3 separate regions of the Mus musculus genome follow, and regions 2 and 3 are each linked to region 1. A link is a contact called in public Hi-C data. All regions are on one chromosome and are shown on one strand. Each heading gives the region's core, a stretch centred on a gene start, on an enhancer-like site or on the middle of the called end of the contact. The rest is flanking DNA. Distances are from core to core; before and after follow the strand shown.

What was found. Hi-C and Micro-C count contacts between places; a contact is called where the count stands out from the background.
Region 2: a contact with region 1 is called in a Hi-C map of liver, with 2.1 times the contacts expected there. The contact joins two enhancer-like sites. A contact is called at or near these places in 1 of 39 promoter capture datasets (liver), 1 of 15 datasets of contacts at CTCF or cohesin (CD8 T cells), 10 of 484 Hi-C or Micro-C datasets (bone marrow-derived macrophages, embryonic stem cells, liver and 1 more), 7 of 115 datasets of contacts at active chromatin or transcription factors (embryonic stem cells, hepatocytes, liver and 1 more) and 1 of 9 other capture datasets (embryonic stem cells).
Region 3: a Hi-C map of liver shows a contact between it and region 1, with 2.3 times the contacts expected there. The contact joins two enhancer-like sites. A contact is called at or near these places in 8 of 484 Hi-C or Micro-C datasets (3T3-L1-derived adipocytes, Th1 cells, cerebral cortex and 5 more) and 1 of 115 datasets of contacts at active chromatin or transcription factors (CD8 T cells).

The regions. Positions count from the first base shown.
Region 1 is chr10:99,554,347-99,557,453 of GRCm38.p6, forward strand. No RefSeq gene overlaps it. Among named protein-coding and RNA genes, the nearest start is that of Gm20110, 53 kb to the right of the region's middle. Within about 2 kb of position 1,690, at least 36 of the 459 cell types and tissues checked have an H3K27ac peak or open chromatin away from gene starts, as enhancers often do. A contact at or near this core is called in hepatocytes and liver, where this site is marked.
Region 2 is chr10:99,356,259-99,359,365 of GRCm38.p6, forward strand. No RefSeq gene overlaps it. Among named protein-coding and RNA genes, the nearest start is that of Gm34921, 87 kb to the left of the region's middle. Within about 2 kb of position 1,648, at least 13 of the 459 cell types and tissues checked have an H3K27ac peak or open chromatin away from gene starts, as enhancers often do. A contact at or near this core is called in hepatocytes and liver, where this site is marked.
Region 3 is chr10:99,383,416-99,386,522 of GRCm38.p6, forward strand. No RefSeq gene overlaps it. Among named protein-coding and RNA genes, the nearest start is that of Gm34983, 75 kb to the right of the region's middle. Within about 2 kb of position 1,601, at least 45 of the 459 cell types and tissues checked have an H3K27ac peak or open chromatin away from gene starts, as enhancers often do. A contact at or near this core is called in liver, where this site is marked.

The DNA of each region.
Region 1 (3,107 bases), core at 440-2,939:
TTCCTTTGGCTTGTAAATAGATGACCTTTTACTAGTTTTTACTTGAAGCCCTTCCTGTGATGACTCAAGTTATTCTTTCCCTAATGTGTTTTTCCAACTTTATCTGTCATTATTCTGACTCTCTTGCTCAAAGCTCTCATCAAATCTAGGAGCATCTATTTATGTAGATGCCTTCCTTGCCCTTTCCCAGATCTCTGTGCCCATCAAGGTTCCATTGACAGAGATCTCCTTCGCTTAACGTCCCTGCTTGCTGAATTCCAGAATGAGCTTTGATAGGTTAGAGCTCAAACCTTTGCTTTGCTGTCTAAACTCTTTCTTTCTTGGAATGGCTATAACATGTTTTAATTCTCATTTGATTATGAGCAATAGCACAAAGATCAAATACTTGTTCGTATTTATCTTCCTTTCTATTAGAGAATTCGACTAGAGGCTCTGCTTAAGCAGCAGTAATATGTTACATTTATTACACTCATATTCTATAAGGAAAGGCACACATATTTCTAAAAAAAAACCCCAAAACAAACAAACAAACAAACAAACAAACAAACAAACAAAAAACAAACAACTTCCTTGTGTTAGGTGCCGTGTCTTAGAGAAATACACACGCTTCCTAGTCTTGTGGGAATCAAACATGGATTTCATGAACATGCTATTTGCCAGAAATAAAACAAATTCTCAAACAGCCTTCACGTTTGGCATAGTTATTAGCCCTACATGTGACTTAGAAGCTTCATGAGCCATAGAAAGAAACTTTATTTCAGGACTTTTCATAGTTGAAAAGCATTTGATTTTAGTGTCATCTGACTTTTTAACATACTTTGGATCCTGAATCATTTGACTCAAGTTTAGGTCAACAAGAGGGTAGAGTTGGGCAACCCTTTAAACAAGCGGTTGCATTTATAAATGATAAGGCCTGGGTTAATCTTTTGCTCTTTTATAGGCCTTTTTAATTTAGTTCTTGGACAGAGCAGTAACATGATCAAGTAGGAACCATGGGGTGGGGTCTTCTTTGGTAATAGAGAACACTTTGCTATTCCATATATTTTAACTCAATATTAACAGCCTGTAGTGAATGAATTTATGTGGAAAATAAGAATAGTAGCACCTTCCTTAGCCGGGGCTATGTGGTAAAACATGGAACATACAACAGGGTCCTACAGACCAGATTTAACCTGCACTTGGTTTTCATAAATCAAAGCTTACCGAGACACAGAGCTATCTATTCAGTATGTACTATTTGTGTCCCCTTTCAGTAACAAGAGCAGAATGAAGGAATAGCAATTAACACTGGTTGGCCCACAGAGCTGAAATGAGTTTTCAATTTTGGTTCTTTACAAATAAGCTTCGCTGGTTTTGCTCGTCCTTGATTAAAATATGCTTCACTAACTAGAAAATGCTCAGTAGTTACTAATTATCATAATTATCCTTTTTCTTTTTTGTTTTTAACCCCGGTATAATCTGAAATGTGAATGAAACAGAAAGGGTCCAGAAGGTTATCAGAAGAACACGGTGCTCCAGCTAATGGAACCTCAAATTGAAACTGAACTTGAGTCAAAGACCAAAGTGTAATAGAAACCTCAAAGGGTAAATTTGTTTTTCCTAATTGAAAACTTTCACCGGTTCAGTGAGTTTTTCCCTTCCTCCTAGAAAGCACGGGTGAGTCACGGTTGAAGTTATTAGTTCATTCTTGATAACAGTTGTCACTGGCAGCGACCATGAAACTATTCCATTGGTGCATAGCACTGCCGTACCAAGCAGCTTTGCTGGCGCTGGTATTGATTTCAATTAAAACATGTTATCTGAATCACAGTCGTGTTTCCTGTTGGCTTCCCTCTGTAGCCAGTGATGCAAATGGAAAGCCACTCTCCAACCTGCAGTATCTGGTTACTTACAACAAGGTCTAGGCAGCTGGGGTATAAACAAATCCCTAGTGCCGATCAATGGAGGAGGAAATGATCTTCATTTGCCCTGCATGATGTCATCCATCTTTGGCCTGACAGTTTTCTAACAATTATTGACTGAGGGCAGGCAAATCTTATGAATTCATCTTAGTCCTTCTCAAGGCAGGTAGTCAAGCATAGCCCCAAATGCAGTGGTCTCATTCCTTGTGTATACGTTCTTTGTATTTCTTCTTTTATTCTCCATTATGTGAACCCGGGGGTGGGGGGTGGTGGTTGGAGTTTCTGTGTTTGCCCAAAAGCACTCGATGACAGTGCCCTGGAGCTGAGTGTTATTACAGCTGTGTTTAGCATTTTAATGCCTATCCTGTTTTACTTATTAGTCCGATCCAGTGATCAAATCCCTCAGTGTTTGCGGGAGGATTCTGTATTTTGTATCAGAACTGGTGCTTTTACTATCAAAGCTGACATTTGTCATTGATCCCAAAGGTATGTAAGCTCAAGAGGATACATATGTAGAGTAGATTCTAACTCGGCAGCACAGATGTGAGCTTCTGACCTCGAGGCTTGTGTAGTAAATTAAATCACCAAGGTCGGAAGTGAGCCCAGGCTACGGCTTTCCCGACTGGCTTGGTGTTTCTCTGTTCTCCACACAGCTGGAGACACATGCGCAGACTATATTTTCTTCCTCTCAGCCTTCTTTGAAGTTAGATGCAGCCTTGTGTCTGGTGTGTGTGTGTGTGTGTGTGTGTGTGTGTGTGTGTGTGTGTGTGTGTGATTGAGTATGAGAAGGGAGTGATACACAGTCCTGTCTACAAAGCTTTCTCAGGTGTTCCCTTCTCCGTATTAGAGCTGTATGGTCAGGACTTCAAAGACACAGAAGAGGGGCAACAAGAAATAGAACCTTATTATGTTAAGTCACTGAGACTTTTTGAAGATCAAACCTAGGGTCTTGCGTAGGCAAGGCAAGGCAAGGCAAGGCAAGGCAAGGCAAGGCAAGGCAAGGCAAGGCAAGGCAAGGCAAGGCAAGGCAAGGCAAGGCAAGGCAAGGCAAGGCAAACCCTCCATCACCAGATCATAGCCTTAGCCCTTAAGTACTGGGCTTATGGGATATTTGTGTTATAATTAACTCAGCTCATATGTTAAGTTTCATTGTTTTGTGTGTCAATGGGATTCCTTTTTTCTTCTCTCTCTCTCCTCCCTCCCTCC
Region 2 (3,107 bases), core at 398-2,897, 200 kb before region 1:
CCCCACCTTTGAAATCTGGGAGAGGATTTTCATTATTCTAAATTAGAACTAGTAACTTCTATGTTTCTGATTGCCCTTCTAAAGTGGCACGTCATGGTGACACATGGCCTTTGTTAAACAAACTGACATTCAACCTTTGCAACTGCAACCACGAAGAAAATTTGTGACTCTACGCAACCCTGTTTTCTTTTGCCATGACGCCTATTTGTATTTAATTTAGAAGCCAAAGATCGTAACAGCCTCTACTTTACACAAGAACTCTCTGGTTATTTTTTTTTTTTTCCCCTGAGAGAGAGTTTCTCTGTGTAATAGCTTTGGTTATCCTGGAACTTGGCTTGTAGACCAGGCTAGCCTTGAATTCATAGAGATCTGTCTGCCTCTGCCTCCTGAGTACTGGGATTAAAGGAGTATACTGCCATTACCCAGCTGAAAATTTCTGGTTAATTTTAAAAAGATCTAATTTAAGTTAATTTAGAAAATCTGTTACATTCTAGAATTCAAAGGATCTAACCTTTCCAAAAAGCAAGCTGTAAGAATTTTGGACATTAAGCTATTTCTGAGTATAGTTGACTTTCACTGATTAACCCAGCTTGGACATCTGCTTTGTTGTGGGGTCTCAAGGAGAGCCATGGTCTTGATTGACAAATGTATCAGATGATATGCCTTTTCTTTTCCCAGTCTCCTTTGCAATTAGGTTGAAACCATTCACACGTTTCATTCAGCCAATGAAAGCCATGCAGAAATACCTCACTTCACTTTTTTTTGCAAGGACATGTAAGAAGAGAGGGTGAGCCACCCCCATTTGCTGTTCAAGAGTCTAGAAGCTGTAGGTATAAAATAGAACGGGATGAGTCATGTGAAACAGAAACACAGTTCTAACTGAGCTGAGCCACTGGGATTTGGGGTTGGGTACTTCAGCAGCCAGCACTAATGATTCTGACTTAGGCAGCAGGTGCTAGATCTAGATGTTATGGAATGATCGGAGAAATTGGGTTCATATCTAGAAGAGGAAATCACAAATCTTTGAATTAAAACCCACGGGGGGCAGGGGGAAGACTTAGAGGAAAGTAAATCACATTTCTGGAAATTACGATGGAGTAAACTAAGCTTCAGGGTAAAGGGCACACAGATCAATGTTTTTATCAAGTTCGTCAAATGCTTCTAGATCATTTCATTCAATCCCAAACTTGTGTCGCTTATCATCAAAGTGTTTTCTGAGATGGTGAAATAGAAGATCAAAAGGAATCAGAGGTTTGAGAGTGATTGGGGGGCAGGGGGCAAACTCTGACCCCTTAGGCTAAATCTGGACTCCTGGTTTGTTTTATTGAGATGCAGCCAAGCTCGGTTACTTACTTATTGCCTAAGGCTGTTTTCCTCACACAGGCAGAGCTGCAACCAGTGACCTCAAGTGTCACAAAGCCTACTAATATATTTCAGGTCTGGCTCTTAGGAGAAAATATTTTGGCTTATAGTCTTCTCAGCCCACCTCCCCTCCCAATCCCCCTTTCAGGAGATAGACACCAGTCCTCAGTTTTACTCTGCTCCTTAGTGGTTGACTCAAACTCAGCAGTGCAGTTGCTGTGGATGACTTGTAGAAGCCATTGAATATCCTAGGTCAGCCGCCAACGAGAGCATTTCCATGTTCTGTGAACAAAGTCCAACAGGTTCTCGGCTTTTCTTTCAGGCTGTCAAAGCCAGCACACACACAGCCTACATAGCATTGCTGTCCTAGTGGTATCTAGAAAGAGCTGGAGACGTTTGCAAGAACAGAGATTATGATTTCCAGATACATGTGCATTTCTGAAGTTCTTTTACTTCAAAAGGAAATTATCAAATATGCTAATAATTAGTGTCACCGAGACATATTCAAGATAAGTCCGCATTGGAGTCTGATCAATTTATATCAAAAGCTTGGTGCCACATAAAAATTTAAAAATAACCTATATTTAAATATATGCACATCTAGATGTGTATATTTGAACACACATCTAAATATAAAATTTAAAGCTGTCAGATCCAGGAAATTCAAGTGTTAAGTGGAATTCTGGGGGATGGCTAATAAGACTGGCTCCATGAGCAGACATGAGTGGCAGATCTTCAGCTTAAAGCACTGTTTTTCCATCTTCCTAATGCTGATACCCTTTAAAACAGTTCCTCCTTTTGTGGTGACCTCCTCAGCCACAAAATTACATATGCTAATTCATAACTATATTTTTGTCACTTTATGAATTATAGTGTAAGTATATGACATGTAAATGGTCTTAGGTGACGCCTGTGAGCTTGGGGACTCCTGCTGAAGAGAGGAAGAAAGACTTGTAGAAGCCAGAGGGGTCTAGGATACCAGAGGAACAGTCATAGAACCAACTAAGCAGGACTCAGAGGGGCTCACAGAGACTGAAGTGACAATCACAGAGCCTGCACAGGTCTGTGCTAGGTCCTCTGTATATATGTTGCGGTTGTGTAGCTTGGTATTTTTGTTGGACAACTAACAGTGAGAGTAGGGGGTGTCTCTGACTCTTTTGCCTGCACTTGGGAACTCTTTCCTCCTAATGGGTTGCCTAGCCCAGCCTTGATGTAAGGGCTTGTGCCTAGTCTTATTGCATCTTGTTATGCAGGTTTTGATCCATATCTCTGGGAATCCTGCTCTTTTCTGAGAGGAACCTGAGGAGTGGATCCAAGGGAGAGAGAAGTGGGTGAGAACTGGGAAGAGTGGAGGGAGGGGAAACTGGGGTAGGGATGTAGTGTGTAAGAGAAGAGTAAATTGAAGAAAGAAAGAAAGAAAGAAAGAAAGAAAGGAAGGAAGGAAGGAAGGAAGGAAGGAAGGAAGGAAGGAAGGAAGGAAGAAAGAAAGAAAGAAGAGGGAGGGAGGGAGGGGGAGTAAAGGAGGGGGAGGGACGGAAGGAAGGAAGGAAGACAGACAGACAGACAACATCTTTTGACCCACCTCCCCATGGGGGTCTCGACACACAGATTAAGAACCTCTGGCTTAAAGAAGTCTATGACAATTCTCTTCTTTCTCCTTTCATTGTCCCAACGATGTAATAAAGATCACCAGCCAGAAACCTAGCAAATGACAGCAAAGACACCAAGTATGCTTGTTTCCAAGC
Region 3 (3,107 bases), core at 351-2,850, 170 kb before region 1:
GCACTGTTCTGGGTAATCAGGACAAATCATTGATTAAAATAAACAAAATTGATTGTCTCTGTCAATTTTGTATGCCTGTCATGCACATGCCATTCTTTCATGGATGTGGTCTTTTGGTTTTTCTTTTTTTAAAAACTCAATGCACTAATCCTTGGAGTGTTGTAGAAAAGTATCTGGGTTTAAAGATGAGCACCAAGTTAGTTCCCAGCCCTGTGCTTACACACCACACACACACACACACACACACACACACACACACACACACACACACACACACACACACATCAATGTAAATACATAAGCCTCTTATGTAAATACACATTTCAAGAAAACATTTCAAGAAAACAAATCAAGGATTCAGAAGCAGAAGTCTATGGCCATACCTGCTGGAGATACTCATCTTATCTGCCAAAAGCTGAGGAGATTGTATTGGGCTATGAGAAGTAGGACCCAGGAAATGACATTCAGTTGTTTTGTAAAAACTGGGAGGATCTTGAGTGATAAAGAGGAGTGGGAAAATCCTATCATCTGGAAAGGTCAGCATGGTATTTTGGGAAGACTGGGACCAGTCTGGGAGATGACTCCCAGTTTGACAGGAGTTGTGAAGGGCAACATTGCTATATCTTGTTTCCGTGGAGAAAGGGAAATTGGGAGGCTTGGGGGTGTGGAAAACACATAATTAGAACACTTCTCTAGGGCAAGAGTAACTGATTCTTTGAGCAATTACGCACGAGGCACTTTGAATTGCATCAAGTTATAGTCCTGCAATGAATGACCATTTTACGAAACAAAAATAAGGTTTAGAGGGCTTGGGAAATTGCTCACGATCATACCCCTTGTAAGAGATAATAGCAGGAGTTGACTGCTGTCTGCCTTGGCTATTTTCTCCTATAAGTAAGAATTAGCCATAAAGCACACGAGGAGATAAGAGAGCTAGCCGGATGAGGGTACTGAACCGGAAGAAGGTGTGGGACATTGAGGTTGGATGGAATGATATGCAGGAAATGGGGCTTAAAGAACTTTGCAATGGAATTTAAGAATTGGATGAGAGCAAAGATTCATTCACAAGAGGAAGGGGGTGAGTTGACAGTTGAGGTTTGGACTCAGCACAACAGTGGCATCATTCACAGAAGCTGGGGACTTAAGTGGATGAACAGGTTTTGTGGAGGAGGAAGAAGATGAGTTTGGCTTTGAACGTATTTGGTTTGTGGTAGCGGAGGGACATCCGGATATCCAGCTGGAAGATTACAAAGTAGGTCTGAGCTCATGGCCAAATAATTGGAAGCAATTCATGTAGAATCCAGTTCTCAACGGGGGTGTCATTATTGGAGGCGAAGCATATTTGGACAAAGGTAAAAGGCCAAACCAAGATTAGAGACCTGGTTTCCAAGTAAGAGGAGCCAACAAAGGATACCATTCTTATTTGTTTTAAGTGTGACTACAATAAGAAAGTCAGTAAAAAGAAAACAAGTGTCTGATTAGCACCTGATATCCAGGAGACTTCAAGATGTGGATTCTGGACCGCTCCAAGGTGACAGTCAGATTTCCTTGTGTGTTTGTTTGGATAACTTTTGGCCACTTGCATAAGTGACCTAGATGACTTTCGGGCATTAGTGCATGTTGTACTTCAGTCACTCTGGTGCATGAAGCCTGGGATGTCCCTGGATATGTGCTGATGATTCAAACATTGGCACTCTGTTTGGGAAATGTTTGGGCAGTCTGCTTGCTTTGACTTTGACTTTGACGGTTTTTTTTTTTTTTTTTTTTTTTTTTTTTGGTGGTTCCTCTGTAAGGAAATGGCCACGTGGGTTTTCCCTAGACTTCTGGTCTCATCTAAACACACACACACACACACACACACACACACACACACACACACACACACACACACACACACACCAGTCTTGGAAGTAGAATGCAATGATGTTGGATTCTGAGTGGAAAGGGGTACTGGAATAAGCCGCAGGCAGGGTCTTAACGACTGTACCTTGGGAGCATGGGTGTGTTGCACTTTTGCTAAAGACCTTAGGAGCCAGTAAACCTCTGAGAGCTGAGGGAGAAAGGCAAATCCAGGCAAGTGATTCATAGATTACAATTATGAAAAACAGGAAGAGAGGGCGCAAGCCTGTAATCAATCTTTTAAAATGGTAAGGCCACCTTCCTTTCCCATAGAAAATGGTCTCCTGGGAAGAGGTGCGGGTCTGTGCTAACACACTGGCCTTTTTGAATTGGTAACATGCTGCTTTGAGAGGCTTTGTTTGGCTGAAATTTGTCCTTAGTTTGTTCTCTGGCTTTCTCATTATTTTCCCCTAGATTTACGTGCTTATGGACTCCATCTTTTTGTCGGTACACACCCTTCAATAGCTGTTTGCTGAGTCCACGTTTCCCTGCATCCTTCCCACACACTCAAATACACATTGCCTTGTGCACTATTTTATAAAATATTTCTTTAATGTTACACACACACACACACACACACACACACACACACACTGGATTCTATGCTGTTTCTTGGGGAGATGCAAAACAAATCAGAATTCATCGCTTTCCTCAAAGAGCTCAAACCCGATCGAGCAACCACAGCATACACAGGCTCACACTTCCTCTGCAGAGCCACAATAATAGACCTGTGCGTGCTCATACCAGATGCAGGCCATTGTCAGAAGGATGGAGATGTGGGCAGGGGAGGTCACAGGAGGCTTCCGGAAGAAGGAAACCTCCCTTCTTGTACTTTAGAGATCTCCTGGTATTGATTATCTTTTTGACTTCTCTAAGCTTAAACCACTTCCTGTCTACTGCATCATTTCTACCGACCTTTAAGTTTGTTCAAGCTCCCACCATCTTAAGAAAAACAAGTTCTCTTAGCCATGTTTCCTTCCAGTTATTATCTCTTTTTTTTTCTTCCTTTTTTACCCCTACCCCTCATCTTTTATTGCTTGACTGAAGCAAGCCCACTGAAATCTGGACCACATCTTGATCTTGCTCCCAAATTGTTCTAAATAGAGGTCAATAATGACATTATGGTTGGTAAACACAACCAGATTGTTTTTGTGTGTGTATGTGTGCGCGTGCGTGTACAAACACTGTGCACACACACAATACACATT